Linked DNA regions of Bombyx mori: region 1 is linked to region 2. The links are chromatin contacts, called in public Hi-C maps. All regions are on one chromosome and are shown on one strand. Each heading gives the region's core, a stretch centred on a gene start, on an enhancer-like site or on the middle of the called end of the contact. The rest is flanking DNA. Distances are from core to core; before and after follow the strand shown.

The links. A called contact is a pair of places that touch in the nucleus more often than the background predicts.
Region 1: a Hi-C map of whole pupa shows a contact between it and region 2, with 4 times the contacts expected there. The contact joins the promoter of LOC101743347 here to the enhancer-like site in region 2. A contact is called at or near these places in 2 of 7 Hi-C or Micro-C datasets (an unstated tissue and whole pupa).

The regions. Positions count from the first base shown.
Region 1 is chr24:779,660-783,817 of ASM3026992v2, reverse strand. It overlaps LOC101743347 (zinc finger protein 432), which reads left to right and starts at 1,445. Exons shown (of 3, transcript XM_062675963.1): 1 at 1,445-1,466; 2 at 1,500-1,825; 3 at 2,035-3,283. The coding sequence starts at 1,640. The coding sequence ends at 3,279. It overlaps LOC101743210 (gastrula zinc finger protein XlCGF46.1), which reads right to left. Exons shown (of 3, transcript XM_062675964.1): 3 at 3,655-4,158. The coding sequence ends at 3,741.
Region 2 is chr24:716,545-720,861 of ASM3026992v2, reverse strand. LOC101742925 (rho guanine nucleotide exchange factor 11) reads left to right here. Exons shown (of 41, transcript XM_062675585.1): 8 at 1,551-2,165; 9 at 3,018-3,114; 10 at 3,916-4,007. Among protein-coding and RNA genes, the nearest start is that of LOC134201228, 8.5 kb to the right of the region's middle. Within about 2 kb of position 1,956, at least 5 of the 8 cell types and tissues checked have open chromatin away from gene starts, as enhancers often do.

The DNA.
Region 1 (4,158 bases), core at 196-2,695, 63 kb before region 2:
TCACAAACTTCCTAGAACCTTATGTAATAGGAACTGAGGTCCACTTACCCATTCTGGCTACTTCCACTAACTAACAAACTATTCTCCTTTTTTCTGATATTGTTATTTGATTATGAGATCTGTGAGTGTAACTAATTATTGACAGTTACACCTACCTTGACTACAATATGGCAAAGGTATAATAATACGACACATCTCATTTTTAGTCGTCTCTTCAATTTCCTTGATAATAGTGAGTCTTTGCCGTTTCACAAATGCAGGCCGAGGTTCACTATGAGTGAATTTTCGTTTTCTATCTGCCCGACAATCGAATTTGGATGGTAAACAGTTTGGTTTCATTCGAATTCATTTGATGGAGCTCATTATCTTGTATTGCATATAATTCTCCATGTCGTTTTCCAGCTAAAACATGAAATAATTTTCCAACAATTTCAATACATAACCTATAAAAAAAATATTAAAATGTTATTTTACTAATGTTATGAATATAATTTCGACTGTGTAAAAAAGTTATTATAATGTATACCTACATTATCTCTTAAAAGAGAAATAATGAACATATTTACTTATTTGTTTATATTACCTATGTGAACTCTTAACCTATCTTTTTTTTATACCTTTATAACGATAGGTAGGAGTATGGAAAAAATGCATTTGGTCTAACTTTACGCGAATGCACATTATTTCATTTTTTATTTTTATTTTTTTTTAATTAAACTGTATATGTACCAATTAATTGATCCTTCAGGATTTATAATTGTTTTTTTTTTTCACAATTAAAACCGCATAGAAGGTTTAGGCATTATAGTTGACACATGCGCAGTACACATATTTTGCATACTAATACAAATAGTTAATTAAACAAAAAATGAGTTATTTCGAAAGAGAACAAACGTATTTTATATAAGAACAATCGAAAATGAATATGTCCGAGTCATTAAGGACGAAAAAATATTAAAAATTGCAACTGAGGGGCTAACTTGTAGGTATATTTTTAATAATTATTTTTAAATAAATAAATGAGGAACAAACAATTATTGATAATGAACAATCATGAACAAATGATGAACAAACGAATTAATAGAAAATAAGTAGAAAATAGGAAAGAAAAATTTTTTTGAGGGGCTAACTTCATTCACCCTACCTATTTGCAGATCGTACATATTAATAGTGTACTTTAAAAAATAAACACTTAAAGACGTGTCAAGATCGCATCCTTGAAGCTTTTGGGCGGGAACGCAAAACGCGAAGTTATGTTTTGTTTAATTTTATCAATTTGCTGTTTTTTGTACGTTTAAATGTATAGGTAATAATCGTGAATTATTGACCGCTTAACATCTTTAGTATTGACTTCTTAGGTACTTAATACGTGTATTTAAATTTTTGGCTCTATGGGCTAAACTACCTTTGCTAACCAAATGCAAATAAATTAAAAAGCTGTGAAATGTAAAAAAATTAGAATGTAGGTCAATTAAGTGTATAATCTATGAATGATGTAGGTATGTGTATGTATGTTACTTACATACAGTAAATTACGGTACCGTACCGTACATATTATTGGTAAAAATCCTTATTTTACCTACTTATAAAGTTAAAAAATTATATTCAATATTATATTCAAACTTAATACCCGCAAAAAATGGCTAATGCTATGGAGATAATGAAACCGGCTTCTCAGTTTGTTGCTGGTGAGACTGAGCGCATCTGTAGACTGTGTTTCACTTCAACACAAAACGATGGAACTGATTTAAAAGATAGCGCTAAGCTAGATAAGTATTATTGTAACGAAGAACTAACTTTTGAGGAAATGTTTCTAGAACTAGATGTGAGTGTTCCATTTATTTGTGAGAAAACTTTCTGCAGGTTTTTCGCTTTCAATTAACCGTGATCTACTCAATTGTGTATTAGAAAACTGCCCTTATCTAATTGCCATCATCTATCAGAATAAATTAATCATAATGATATTCTTAAAATACTTCAATGATACAATTTCAGAAGAATTACCTTTCACTCACATAGTTCAATCTGTTTTAGGTACCTATAGAAACAGATCTACCGCAAACCCTATGCGTTAACTGTGTTTCAATGACAATAAATTCATATTTATTTAAAAGGTTAATAAAATACTCAGAAAGCATGTGGAAAAATTTCCTGAATAAGCTTGATTTCAGCTTGAATCTGTCTGAGACAACTAGAGCAAATGCACAAACAATATACATCATTATGGGAAAAAACAATACCATACTTAAAAGCAGAAAGAAGCAAGTGACAAACAAGAAAGAAGCATTGACTACAATTAAAGACAATATCAAAAGCAGACAGAAATATGTCAAGGTCAAAAACAAAAATGTCACCTGTGATGATTGCGGGGAGAGGTTCAAAGCAAAATGGATGTTAAAGCGACACATGAAGAACCGTTGTAGCACAAAATGTTCATGTCCTCAATGTCCCAAAGATTTTTCTACATATTCCTTATTAAAAGGACACATTGAAAGAATGCATCATCCAAAACGAATTAAATGCAAAAAATGCCCAAAAATGTTCAGCACTGAGAAATTACTACATAGACATGACAAAATGTACCACTTAGCAGCCATATGCAAACTGTGTTTTGTGCAATTCCCCTCTGGCAAAGATTTAAAAGTCCACTTAGACAAGCATGAAGTGTACAAATGTCCTCGTTGTGATAAATCACTATTGAATAAAAACACTTTGAAGTTTCATCTAAAAATATGTGGTAATGATGACTCAAAGAAATTAAGCTTTTTTTGTGACATATGTAAAAAAGGCTATGCACGTAAAAATGGTTTGCGAACACATTTGAAGACAGAACATGGGTTTGGTAACTCATTATCATGCAAATGGTGCAGTAAAAAGTTTGATGCTGTCAGTAGACTTAGGAATCACACTGTTAAACACACCAAAGAAAGAAATTATCACTGCGAGCATTGTGGGAACAGATTTGTGACACAAGCAGCTTTGGTTTATCATACCAGACTTCATACTGGTGAGAAACCATTTCCATGTGACATGTGCGAAGAAAGCTTTCTTTCAGCCTCTAGAAGAATGGAACATAAGAGAAGAAAACATTTAGGCCCTTCAAAAGAATGTCCCGTTTGCCACACAAAATTCATAACTACATACTGTTTGAAAAAGCACCTGGAAAGACATTATAATCCACAAAGTAAACTTTATATACTAGAGCCTGATATAAATATTGATCATCTTAGTGTGAATGATGTAAAACAATCTATGTATTTATTACAAACCTTTATATGAGTTCCATTTTGGTTTTATTTTTAAAGGGATAATGTGAATCCTTTGATGCCTTTTGGAAACATGAATAGATATGTGGTACTAATAAGGGTCACAGCCAAAACTTTCAACCTTAGTTTACATTGTTTGATTCGATTGTCTGTACCTACCAGGTAAAGATGGTAATAAAATTATATTTATATTAGAGACGAAAATAAAACTGTAAAGCAGGATTTCCTCCTATTGTTTTGTATGGTAGCTCTTTTATCAGTTTTGGTGTTATAAAAGAAAACAAATATGCTAATTCTTAGTGTCAATGATGTATTATTGAATGAAAACAAATTTATGGACTAATAATAATTACATATAATGGATTAGATTGCAATAAATAAAACTAAAAATGCAACACAATTTATTAATTTCACACAAATACAATGCTTTAGTAACTCTTACCATAACTAATTAACACCTACAATAGGTAATCTCTAAGATATACTGACGTTTTGTTCTGTAATACTGGAAGGTATTGAAGTCCATTCTGTATACAATTTATTAGTTGGATCGTGATGCTTTTTCATGTGCTGTCTTAAAAATGATGGTGTCACAAATTTTTGAGAACAAATTTCACATAACAATGTTGGGCCAATGTGCTTAAATTTTATGTGTTCAGCCCTAGTGGAGGCATTAACAAATCGCTCATCGCATAATTGACAACTGTAGGGCTTTTCCCCTGTGTGACGTCTTGTATGATATAACAGAGCTTCTTTGGAAACAAATTTTCGTTGACAAATTTCACATGGGAATTTTTTCTCACCGGTATGTGTAACCAAATGTATTTTTAAGTAGCTCGGAGCTGTGAAACCCTTGTTACAATATTTACAAATGTGTGGTTTGGCATTACCA
Region 2 (4,317 bases), core at 707-3,206:
TTTAAATTAATTATGATCGGATTTTTACCGCTAGGCGGCCTACTTTATTTAATTACCTAGTTGTACCAACAACAACAAAAGTGATCACCAATTCTGATCATCAATCAATTGACAAAGTACGTGATAAATGTCACTTCAATTATAGGTACCAATCACAGTACAATAGTCGCCAAATCTTGTTAATGAAAAAAAAAAGGAATTTAAATAATAATAATACACCGAAAAATATAAAATCCGGAAAAACAAAATTTCATTTAAATGTGACGAAAAAAAAATCGAAATATAATGTGTAGTTCAACATTGTTTGGTCCTCGATTGTTTTGGTGGGCGGCGAAAGTTAATTGTCTTACAACAACAGTCGTACAGAGCTCGTGCTGTCCATTGACCATTGACTAACACGCTGAGTAACGCGCGCGCCAGCCCCCCGGCTCCTCCCGAGCTAAAGCCAACTAATGGCGATGCGTGGTCCTTGTGGGTGTCGCGTCCGGGTCAGGGTCGGGATTACTAAAGCTTTATGTACCCATATTGAATTATAAATTTAATAATCTATCTATGTATATAAAAATAAATTACTGTTCGTTAGTCTCGCTAAAACTCGAGAACGGCTGGACCGATTTGGCTAATTTTGGTCTTGAATTATTTGTGTTAGTCCAGAGAAGGTTTAAAAGATATATAAATATGAAAATGCTCGGAATGAAATAAAAATAACAATTCTGTTTTCCCTTTGATGTGTCTCACGTCGGACGGATTTCTTTTGTTTGTTTAAAATTTTATTTTATACAAAAGTTTAGGTCTTTTATTTATCGATTAAGGCACTACGAAGTCTGCCGGGTCAGCAAGTACCCAAATAAAAAAAAATGCTTTGTTTTGGTTTATAAAAAAATCACTACCATTTTGTTCTAAACGAAATTTGACATCGATTTGGAGGTTTGAAGGCCAAAACCAGTCAAGTCACCCACGCGCTAGCAAAGATCACGTTTCGTTCGTTACGTCATGTCGTAAAGCGTCTGCTTTCTGTGCATGCTGTTTTATTTGTGACGTCACCGAGGTCAGTGACCGTTGTACAGTCAGCGTAATAAATAACCTCGCATCGACTTTGTGTGTCGAATAGGAGACGTCCGATGTGCGACCCATGTTATGTTGGGTTTGATGCTATAATCATTTATAGTTCTAATTGGTCAAGTGGTGTCACATGCAAGAAGCACTAATTTAAAGTTGTGTTAAAACTGTGTTCAATGGTTTATATTACGTTGAGTTCAGAGATAGGAAGTCTTCATGTCGTATGTCAATCACGAAATTATGGACAAACAAATAAGCCAAACGTCATAGAAACAGATTCAATGTAAAGATGATTGACTTTCGCCCGCCTTACGGTGGTTGTTGTCGTGTCTGTGCTGCTCACGGTACCCGATCGAGGCGTGTGGAGGTTCGGATCAGAACGTAACATTGAAACGGTACGTCGCTTAAAGATTGATTTACCCATAAACCACGATCTCCACACGAAGCTTTCGAGTGACGACGCGATCAGCTTCATAGTACTCCGCTTTTAGCCCGAGCCGACCTCACCCGCGCCGTCCACGCCGCGCCTTAACACTCGCACCCGGAGCAGCCTCGACAAGAGCCCCCTCTCGCACAACACGGGCTTCCTCAGCGGCCTTCCGCGCTCCCTGAGCAACCTCACCGGACAATCCTTGAGGAACCTTCGGCAGGCGCGCCAGAGCAACAAGAACCAGCAAGAGAACCAACCTCCGCTCGTGCGACAGAATTCGGACGATGACACCAAGCGACGTCACGCGCACAACAACACTGTGCCTCTGGTGCCGACCACTTGTCTGGATAACGTGACCCCTCCCCCTCTGCCTCCGCGATCGATCGAGAGACCAAAGAGGAGCCCGTTGAGCCCACCGACCACGCCGGTCAATCCCCTAGCCAAACCTAAGCCGTGCTCTACGAGCTTTGCACAGAAGAACAACACGGGGAGGTATTATCCCGAGAGGCCTCAGTTTCCGATGCACCAGTCCATGCCGGGCTACAAGGACGACCACTCGAGGCAGTTCCGGAGGTCGTCTCACTCTCTGGACGGGGAGCTCGAGGGTCCTCAGCCCAATTCGATCGCGTTGCAGATGAGTTACCCGTTGGTGAATTTACCACCTCCGCCGCTGCAGGTAATTTTGACGGTCGGTTTTTTTAAACGAGTTCTCTTGAATTTTCCACACGATTGAAGATGTATATATTTACATTCTAAATTCATACAAAAAACACTTTATTTTAATTTAATCAAATTGATCATCATTAATTTGTCCAATTTTTTTTTTGTAAACGGTACTTTATAGTGAAATTCAGGATAACTCGTACCATGTAAAATTAGGTGGTGGAGTTAATAATATGGTACAGGTTGTTCTTAATTATTCATCTCTAATTACATTATTATTTTTTTAATTGCAAGAAGCTTTTTTACAATCACAATTTATCAATTAATCTTATTTATTGATTTTTTTTATAAGACGTAACGAAGTTTTAGATTTCGTGTTTAGGCTTTCGTGTTCGTCTATTCAAAATGTTTAGGTATTTGTTTTAACTGTATGTGTGACTAATATTTTGTGTTAAAAAAACCAACAAAAAGAAAAATATTTGCGATGTGAATGCTTTATGCTATAATGCTGTAAGTCTGTGTTATGCACTACACTGTTCAAACCAAAGGAAGTAAATACAGAGAGAAATGAATAGATTGAACAATTTGGTCATTTAAAAATATGTTTCTTTTGTTTGGTTACAAGTGTGGAATTTCTTATTCAGATTCATGTATCAAAATGACAGTTTATAGCTATTGAATGCCATGGTGACTTCTAAAAAGGAATTAAGCAATCATTATATTATGCCGTGTTGACGCAAAGCACGCGTAAATCAATTTTCGGTTATAGCCAATAAGGTTCAGTTTTTACTGAAACCCAGTTTGATGTATATTTCTGAATCAAGAAAGTTCACCAAAAATTAAGCTGTAATTATGTGCTTCAAAGTTTAATTTTATACAGACGGACAACAGGAGTGGCGTGCCGGTGCTGCACACCAGGAGCAGGTCCTCGCCGGAGCAGCTGGATTGCGAGTTGACCAGGTGTAAGTATCTACAGTATGCGCGCGAGTTCATGTCCATCGGGGCCAGAGGCGACGCGCGGGGGGCAGCCCGCCCTGCCTCCGCCCGCCTCCCCGCGTTTGTCTGACTTCTAGTGTTGTCTTTGACAGTTGTGACGCGCGCTTATTGATACCGAAAAGTTACGCTTACGCTATTGTGTTACTTCAAGGTGAATAAACCATGACTACTCCGCTTCCAACAAGTTAACAAGTTCAGGTAGAAAAAAAACTACACTGATTCGGACTCTGATCTTCGGTTGTCTTTTCATCTGATAGTAATTGAATTGGAATTTAAAAAATATTTTTCTCTACTAGAAATAAATAAGTAATTACTTATCACATTTATTTTATAATTTGCAAAATGACCTAGTTACATTAAACCAAATTGACAGCTGTTGGCTAAATCGGTAGTTATTATCGACATTACCATAATTAATTAGGTCACAGCACTACCGCATTCCTCAGAATGGACATGAACTCGCGCGCTTACTGTAACTCGTGATCGTCATGAGACGATACATAGATACCAATTCCGAAATTCGCTAATCCACGGAGTCACTGACCTCAGGGTCTCGAATGACCCTCGGCTGCTGACGCAAGTTGATTTCGCTTTAGCTTGCGTATTCACAAAAGGAAAAGTATCTATTACCCGCTTATAAAACATTCTTTAGTTACATTCTGATGAGCGGTTCCACTTGAACATACAAACTAACGTTAGTAGCTCTATACGGCCGCAATGTATGACGCTCTTACCTCATAACTAATCAGTTGTTTTTATTTATATAGCGAACACGCTGCCCGGCGCCGCCCCCGCGGCCCCCACGCCCACCCCGCCCCCGCCCGGCACGCCGCCGCCCCCCTACCACACCAACACGCAGGTGACGTCACGCGCTATAAGCCGCGACTTTCTTTTTATTTGTTGACCCTACCATCTCTCAGTGTAGGTACATAGACGCCATTTTCGATTCGTTTCTTTATTGGCGCGGCTTATACTGACATTTGTTCACTCAGCCATAACGAGGTGTTCTGCTAACTAAACATTATTAAGTTCAACCCGATGAGTAATTAAAGTTAATTTAAAGGTATTGAATTTGAAATATGCGTAATGATAGTTATTGTTTTGATTACTTGTACTGGAAATCTTTGGCTCATCCGCGAGTGTACTACTGTCGGAAGTACTCCGGCCTC